3 separate regions of the Sus scrofa genome follow, and all the other regions are linked to region 1. The links are chromatin contacts, called in public HiChIP or PLAC-seq and promoter capture Hi-C maps. All regions are on one chromosome and are shown on one strand. The core of a region is the stretch at or near the end of the contact, and the rest is flanking DNA. Distances in the headings are between cores, read along the strand shown. Region 1 holds the start of SF3B2 (splicing factor 3B subunit 2). Region 2 holds the start of CCDC85B (coiled-coil domain-containing protein 85B). Region 3 holds the start of AP5B1 (AP-5 complex subunit beta-1).

What was found. Promoter capture Hi-C pulls out the DNA fragments that hold promoters and counts their contacts. HiChIP or PLAC-seq counts read pairs in DNA pulled down with a chosen protein or histone mark.
Region 2: an H3K27ac HiChIP or PLAC-seq map of alveolar macrophages shows a contact between it and region 1. The contact joins the promoter of CCDC85B here to the promoter of SF3B2 in region 1. A contact is called at or near these places in 2 of 47 Hi-C or Micro-C datasets (embryonic fibroblasts and epiblast stem cells) and 2 of 2 datasets of contacts at active chromatin or transcription factors (alveolar macrophages and skeletal muscle).
Region 3: a promoter capture Hi-C map of fetal liver shows a contact between it and region 1, with 2.2 times the contacts expected there. The contact joins the promoter of AP5B1 here to the promoter of SF3B2 in region 1. A contact is called at or near these places in 1 of 5 promoter capture datasets (fetal liver), 1 of 47 Hi-C or Micro-C datasets (liver) and 1 of 2 datasets of contacts at active chromatin or transcription factors (alveolar macrophages).

The regions. Positions count from the first base shown.
Region 1 is chr2:6,294,117-6,296,816 of Sscrofa11.1, reverse strand. It overlaps SF3B2 (splicing factor 3B subunit 2), which reads left to right and starts at 1,267. Exons shown (of 22, transcript XM_003122505.4): 1 at 1,267-2,700.
Region 2 is chr2:6,436,517-6,439,216 of Sscrofa11.1, reverse strand. It overlaps CCDC85B (coiled-coil domain-containing protein 85B), which reads left to right and starts at 1,389. Exons shown (of 1, transcript XM_003122520.4): 1 at 1,389-2,430. The coding sequence starts at 1,580. The coding sequence ends at 2,188.
Region 3 is chr2:6,537,477-6,540,176 of Sscrofa11.1, reverse strand. AP5B1 (AP-5 complex subunit beta-1) reads right to left here and starts at 1,393. Exons shown (of 3, transcript XM_021082823.1): 1 at 1,312-1,393. It overlaps OVOL1 (putative transcription factor Ovo-like 1), which reads left to right and starts at 1,185. Exons shown (of 4, transcript XM_003122528.4): 1 at 1,185-1,681. The coding sequence starts at 1,582.

The sequences.
Region 1 (2,700 bases), core at 18-2,517:
CCACTGGCCTACGCCAGAGCTACAGCAGTGTGAGATCCGAGCCGCGTCTTCGACTTACACCACAGCTCACGGCAATGCCGAATCCTTAACGCACTGAGCGAGGCCAGGGATCAAACCCATAATCTCATGGTTCCTAGTCGGATTCGTCGACCACTGAGCCACGACGGGAACTCCAAGAATGTATTCACTCTTGACCAGAGCTTTAGTGGGCCTGGGACCCTTGCCTGGGCATTTGTGCTAGGAGTCAGAGAACTCAGGTTCTACCCTGGTTGAACTTAAGTTCCAGAGTCAAGAAGCAACTCCGTGGGCCTGGTTGCTTCCAGCTCTACAGTGGGGAGCTGTTCTTGGAGCTGTTCAGAGACTGCAGAGGTGATAAATGTGAAGGCGCTGCTTGAACCTTGTGTGAGAGGGGTCTTGAATGTTCTACTGCCTTCTTTTTTTTTCTTCTTTCTTTTTGCTATTTCTTGGGCCGCTCCCGCGGCATATGGAGGTTCCCAGGCTAGGGGTCCAATCGGAGCTGTAGCTGCCATCCTACGCCAGAGCCACAGCAACGCAGGATCCGAGCCGCGTCTGCAGCCTACACCACAGCTCACGGCAACGCAGGATCGTTAACCCACTGAGCAAGGGCAGGGACCGAACCCGCAACCTTATGGTTCCTAGTCGGATTCGTTAACCACTGTGCCACGACGGGAACTCCTCTATTGCCTTCTTAGCACTTAGCTCCAACCACCTGGAAGCCAAGCAGCCGCACCTCCCAAAGTCATACCAGGCCCCGAGAGCTGCACATTTACTTATGTGGTTCTCATGAACCCCTGCTTTATCCCGCCTTCTTGGCCTGGTATGGCAAGCATCCTGGAGCTTGCCAGCTTTGGGTGGATTCCATTCCAGACCCACACAGGTGGGTATCATGAGAGTGTTTTTGTTAAGGCAGAGAAGGGTTGGGGACCCTCAGAGTCCAGAGAACTGCTCGTGGTCCCAGTCTAGCCCCTCGGGCATGTCAGTTTCTCTCTGTCCCTCAGTCTTCCCTTCTGCACAACTGGGGGTGTGGGGGGGTCCTATCCTGTCTGGGTCCTAGGGCTCTTATGGTAAAATGAGGCCCCACTTGGCCTGTCCCTTTCTGGCCCTGGTTACTTTGCATCCTCAGCCATTAGCCCTTAGTTCATCCTGCCTCTGAGACCCCCAGCCTCTTCCTTAGCACATAACCTGTGCCGTGGAGGCCCCTGGCTTCAGATGACCTGCCGTGGCTTTCCAGTAAAAGGGACCAGGAGGACACTTCCTTTGGGTCAGGAATGGTTCTGTCTGGGCAGACAGGCTGGAGAGGAAGGCACTACTGTTCTTTCCTTTTTGGGTTTGTCTTTTCTGGGAGTGTCAGGAGACTGGGGTGGTGGTAGTGATGAAAAAGGGAAGAGTCCAGGTTCGGGCAGGAGCAAAGAGAATTTCCTAGCCAGGGTTAGGATGTAAGCAAGCTTCGTGGCCCAGTCCTTTACTTTGTCTCTCCTAAATCTCACCTTCCCTGGACCTGACGTCTCATTCTTTTTTCCCTGCTCCCAGGTATTCCTCTTGGGGATGGTTGGTGAAATAGGGCATGGTAGAGAGATCTGAGGAGTGTAGGGGTATGGGGATAATGAGACCTACACACACGCGCGTGCGCGCGCGCGAGGTAAGCCTGGCTGTCAGAGAGCAGAGCTAGAATGGGAGAGGGACCTCACTGCTAGTGGCAAAGGCAGGAAGTAGTTAGGACAGGGAGACGTGAAGGCGGACACATAAGGGGCACAGGCCACTGGTGGGGCAGGGGAGCACCAGGCAGGGTCAGCTGCGCCAGTAGGCTGCTAGGGATGAGGAAAGAAAAGGGCCTGAGTTTATCCTGTCGCCATAAAGACGATTCTTTTTTTTTTTTTTTTCCGGTCTTTTCTAGGGCCACACCCGCAGCATATGGAAGTTCCCAGTCTAATTGGAGCTGTAGCCACTGGCCTACGCCAGAGCCACAGCAACATAGGATCTGAGCCACGTCTGCGACCTATGCCACAGCTCCTTAACCCACTGAGCAAGGCCAGGGATCAAACCCGCAACCTCATGGTTCCTGGTTGGATTCGTCAACCACTGTGCCATGAAGGGAACTCCAATTAAGCGCCTCTTTAACGCCAGGTACTGTGAGACAGTAAAAAGGATTCATGCCTTTTTTTTTTTTTTTTTTTTTTTTTTACTTTTTAGGGCTGAACCTGCAGCATATGAAAATTCCCATGCTAGGGGTCAGATCGAAGCTGCAGCTGCTGGCCTGTGCCACAGCCACACCAGATCTGAGCTGCCACAGCTCATGGCAACGCTGGATCCTTAACCCACTGAGCGAGGCCTGGATCGAACCCGCATCCTCAGGGATCCTAGTCAGGTTCGTAACCTGCTGAGGCGTAATGGGAACTCCAAGACTCATTTCTTTGGGGTTGGAAGTGTGGATAAGGGGCAAGAAAGACTTTAAAACAAATGACGGAGGTTTGGACGTGTTATGGAAGCTCCAGAGCAGGAAAGGAAGGCGGCAGGAGATGGCTCAGCGGAGATGACATTTGAGCTAGGAGATGACATTTGAGCTAGCCGGGAAGGTGGAAAAAGGGTCTTTAGTGTGGCCCTTCCCCCAGGTCGGCAGTTGGAGCTCAGCCCGGAGGGCCCGCTCCATTCCGGCTCCGATTCCCTTTCAGGCCATTCATC
Region 2 (2,700 bases), core at 140-2,639, 140 kb before region 1:
TTGCCTTTTTAAAAAGATGTATATCAAGCTATTTTCATTGTTGTTAAAGCAGCTAGGCCCTTTCCCACCCGCAGTGACTTTCATCGTGCCACTCCCTGTCCCTGAAATAGTTTTCTCCTTACTTGCCAAAGTCCTATTTTTTGTTGTTGTTTTGTTTTTTGTTTTTTGTTTTTTTAGGGCTGCACCTGCGGCATATGGAAGTTCTCAGGCTAAGGGTCAAATTGGAGCTGCAGCCTCCAGCCTGTGCCACAGCCACACCAGATCCCAGCTGGGTCTGTGACCGTCACCGCAACTCACCACCAGATCCTTAACTTACTGAGAGGGGTCAGGGATGGAACCCATGTCGTCATAGATACTAGTTGGGTTTGAACCGCTGACTCACAACAGGAACTCCAGTCCTATGCTTTTTTTTTTTTTTTTTTTTTTGATCGGCATGTGGAGGTTCTCAGGCTAGGGGTCAAATCGGGGCTGTAGCCACCGCCTAGGCCAGAACCACAGCAATGCAGGATCCGAGCCAAGCCGAAACTTCGACCTACACCACAGCTCACGGCAATGCTGGATCCTTAAGCCACTGAACAAGGCCAGGGATTGAACCCAAAACCTCATGGTTACTTGTCGGATTCGTTAACCACTGCGCCACGATGGGAACTCCCCTATGCATCTTTTAGAGTCCCTCAGATATCACCTCTATTGGGAAAACTTTTGCGGGTGGAAGGCAGTCCCTCAAAATATGCTCTTTCTCCATTTGCTTCTTGGATTTAGCACAGCTTGTCTCTTCTGCTAAATTAAGATCTCTTTGAGGACAGTATAGGATTTTGATTAAGTTTATTTCTGCGTGGATCTCACACACAATAATGGTTTTTTGAAAAAAGAAAAAAAAGAAAGGTTTTCTGAAGAAACGAATCCCTTGTATGCCTCTCCCACCGAGCAGGAACACTCCGTGAGGGGGAGGGTAGGCCGATGGTGAGCCAGGACCTTAGGATTTAGGGTTCCGAGGACTGGGAGCGAAACTCAGTGAGCCGAGACTGTCGAGCTCAAGCTAAGCTAGGAAGGATGGAAAGGCGGCCCGTCTAGGTTCCGTCGGGGGCGGGTGGGCAGGAGGGTGGGAACCCCCACCCCCACCCCCGCCATCCGATTCTTAGTTCTCGGGAGGAGCCGAGAGGCCTAGGCTCGAGCCTGAGGATGTTGGGAATTGGGAAGTTCGAAGCGCCTAGTTTAGGGTTGACTGGAACAGAGGTCGGTGACGCGGGTACCCAAGGTGCACGAGGGTCGGGGACTCCGCAGTCCGAAAACGGTCCACTCTCCCTCGCCCTCCCTCTCTCGCCCCCACCCCGGCGCCCAGGTCCCGCCCCTTTCCGAGGAGGCTTTCCCAGATTGGCTGTCGTTCCTTAACGTCATGTGGCCCCGCCCCGGCGCGCGCCCCGCCGCGTGCCCACCCCCGCTCGACTGCTGCATCCTACGCTCGCTTAACCACAGACCGTCTGCCGAGCGGGTGCTAGAACCCCGGCGCCGCGGAGCTCGTCGTGGGGCTCCTGGGCCGCGGCGGCGGGCAGGCGATGCTCCAGAGGCCTGAGCAGCCATGGAGGCCGAGACGGGCGGCCTGGAGGAGCTGACGGATGAGGAGATGGCGGCTCTGGGCAAGGAGGAGCTGGTGCGGCGCCTGCGGCGGGAGGAGGCGGCGCGCCTGGCGGCTCTGGTGCAGCGCGGCCGCCTCATGCAGGAGGTGAATCGGCAGCTACAGGGTCATCTGGGCGAGATCCGCGAGCTCAAGCAGCTTAACCGGCGCCTACAAGCTGAGAACCGCGAGCTGCGCGACCTCTGCTGCTTCCTGGACTCGGAGCGCCAGCGCGGGCGGCGCGCCGCGCGCCAGTGGCAGCTCTTCGGAACCCAAGCATCCCGAGCCGTGCGCGAGGACCTAGGCGGTTGTTGGCAGAAGCTGGCGGAGCTGGAGGGCCGCCAGGAGGAGCTGCTGCGGGAGAACCTGGCGCTTAAGGAGCTCTGCCTGGCGCTGGGCGAGGAGTGGGGCCCCCGCGGCGGCCCCGGCGGCTCGGGGGGCTCAGGCGCTGCGCCAACACCCGAGCTGGCTTTGCCCCCGTGCGGTCCCCGTGACCTGGGCGATGGAAGCTCCAGTACTGGCAGCGTGGGCAGTCCCGATCAGTTGCCTCTGGCCTGTTCCCCAGATGATTGAGGGTACAGCTTCCCGCCGACGCCCGCCAGGATTGGTCCCCAAGCGCCGGGATTGCAGTGAACTTCGGGACTCGAACGCCGCCCCGGCTGCGCACGAGGGGCCGCTTGCATGGACTTAGAAAACCCTGACGCTGAGGAGGGCCCCTGGCTCTCGCTGGCGGGGCAGCAGGGGACTGGAGGCTGGAGCGGAGGGACTTGCTGGAGGCTGGGTGGGGGCTAATAAACTGAGAAGGAAGCAGAGCCCATGGCCCGGCCAGCGTCTGTTTGGGACTCGCCGGCGTTGGGAGGAGGGCGGGGACTTGGTGATGGGGTACCGTTCCCATCCGGAGGGACTGCAGAACTAAGGTGGCTGACTCCCCAGTACCTCAATCCTGGGACGGGATGTGGGACCCTGGTAAACCACCGCCCACCCCCCACCCCCCACCCCCATCAGGCTCCAAGACAGGCTGTGATCCGGCCCCTGAAGTGGCTCCGGCTCCCTTCCCAGCTCCTTCCTGTCCAAGACAATGGGGC
Region 3 (2,700 bases), core at 144-2,643, 240 kb before region 1:
AATCCGTCCCAGCAAATATTTAATACGTGAGACAGGAATGTGTAGCAGTGACTCTGAAATATTAGTTTATTTCACATGTGGGAGGGAGGAGGGCTAAAAAGAGGAAGGGGTCCCATCCCTGCCCTTTTCAGATCAGCTGGGAAGAGAAGCCTAGTGGCTGTAGACTCAGTTACTGTGTCTCACTGGAGGCCACCAAGCACTTCTCAGCTTCTGTGGTGGGCGGGACCTCCCTCCAGGAGGCTGGGCCTGGGGACTGCGCAGTGGGCGGTGAATGGTTGGAGGGAGGGGTCTTCAGCCGAGGCTGGGCTGTGGGGGTAAAGCAGGAGCTCTGTGGAGCCAGGCCAAGTAAGTTGGGTCCTCTGTCCTCTGCTCACCTCCAGTCTTGCTGTACCTGATATCCGGCCATTTGGGAATCTGATGAGGACTTTGGTGGGGGGTACAAACCCCCATGACTAAAGCGCTGGGGTCTTTGGGGATCACGGTGGACTCAGCGGTTTAAACGCGCCTTCCTCCACTAAGCCTTCCGTACTCACCCCGCCAGAAGGCAGGCTCCCGGCAGGGCTCGGCCCCTGGTCGGGCGGGCGCTCTCCGCTTCGTATTGCGGCGGGGCCTGCCCGCCTGCCGGCCTGAGCGCTCCTGCGGCCCCGCGTGCCTTTCCGCACGGAGCCGGCGACCAGCAAATACCTCTGGGCTGAACCACGAATTGCTCAGCCAGGCCTTTGGGACCCGGGGCCGCCTGGGCTCAGGCCCGGTTCAACAAGTGTGGACCGGGCCGCCCAGTCCCGCCCGACGGCTTCGCGCCTCCCCAGGCGCCCGGGGCGCGCCGGGCCCAGTCCGGCGAGTTTCATCACCCTTTGGAGCCTGCGAGCACCAAGTAACGTTGCCCCTGCCCCTCCCTCCCTCCCTCCCCTCCTCTGTTCCCTCCGAAACTCCGGTTGACGAGCGCTGGCACTCCCGCTGGGAGGTCCTGCAGGGCAGCGGGGTGCTGGGTGCCCTCCGCCTGCCCCCCCCCGCCGCCCCCGCCCGGCCACCCCGCCACCCCGCCCAGGCCGCGAGGCCACCTCACCGGCAGCGGAATGGAAACCGGTTCGACAGGTAACAAATAGGTGGGTTGCCACCGTTATTTCCCAACGCATGCGCCGTCGCCTCCCAGGCCACTCCAAGCTAATTAGCTCGGATCACCCCCCTCCCCGCCCCAGCCACCAACACACACCGCCGCGAGCCAATAAAGCGTGAACCCGTCCGGCCGGCTCGCACTTTAAGACTTCCCGAGGGCCGCGGAGGACGCCAGTCGCGCCGGGAGACGCTTACCTGCCGCTTCCGTCGCCGCCCGGTGCACCTGGCTGCAAGGCAACCTCGTTCGGACGGAGGACCGCGACAGCTCCGCGGAGTTGAAACGGGCGCGCGCCGTCCCAGGCACGTCCTCCCGGCGGAACGCGGGACGCTTCGGCGACACCTTTCCCGACCTGCCCCCCCCTCCCCGCCGCCGCCGCCCGCCGCCGCCAGCCCGGCCCGGGAAAGGTGGGACGGCTCCGGCTCTAGTTACGGAAGCGGCCGGTGCCCGGCGAGGAAGGTTCAAAAATGCCCCGCGCGTTTCTGGTGAAGAAGCCGTGCGTCTCCACGTGCAAACGGAACTGGAGCGAGCTCCCCGACGAGGAGCGTGGCGAGATCTACGTACCAGGTGAGGCGCCGGGCCCGTGCACCCCGAGGCCCGCGCCCCGAACGGGCGGCGGGGCCCCGACGAGGGGGCCGGCGTGCGGGGCGCAGTGGCGCGGAGCCGGGCGGCCAGCGCAGCTGGGGCGCCCGATTTAATGTTTAAGCGGCCGCGGCCCCGTTAGCCCGCGGCGCGGCCAACCCCGGGGGCGGTGGGGTGGGGAGGGCAGGGCCGGCGGAAGGAGCCGGCAGGTGGGGGCGGGGGCCGCCAAGTGCGGGACGACAGCGGTTCCCAGGCGGTCGGGCAGGGGGCAGGCGGGTCCGAGGGGCGCGGGCCCGCGCGGTGCTGCCCTCCCCGCCACCGGCCCGCGCCGTGGCACAGGCGAGGCAACGGGGTGTGTCACTACTCAAGCGACCCTCCAACTCTCGCGTCGTAAATCCAGAAACCCCGGACTTTTATGAGGCGGGAGGAGGGCACTGAAGCGATGCCACTTTGGGGAGGTGCAGGGAGCGAGCTGGAGTTTCGGCCGTGGTTTGTGCAAAATGTAAGAGAAGGCCTAGAGCTGAAGTCACCTGCGTTGATCTCTCTGACCCCCAACCTTGGTGGCCAGAAGGTCACAGTGAGGGTCGCGCCAGCAGAGAGCTCCCGGCAGTGGGGAGCGTGGAGACCGCAGGGCAGGCGCCCGGCTGCGCCCCACTAGCCCTGTTAGAAATGCATCTCTTTCAACTTTACAGAGGATACGTTTGAGCTAAAAGAGGTTTTAAGGAGCCCACCGCCCAGCCAGGGGGCCGGGCCGGGTGGAAGCTGGTGTGCCCAGTTATTTTCGGAAGACGCTTTGACAGCGTCGGCATCAACTTGTATGAGTAATCCCAGTTGTTTCCATCTTCCTCCTTCTCCTTCTGTCCTGTCCTCCCCAACCCCCAAAAGAATCTTTGGTCAGGAGCTGCCCAGTTTCCCTCGGAACTCCCCCTCCTCAGGCCTTGGGGGTGGGGCGGGGGATGTGCTGAACACCCTGCCCCGCGGCTCCGGCTCCGAGGGGGAGAGGT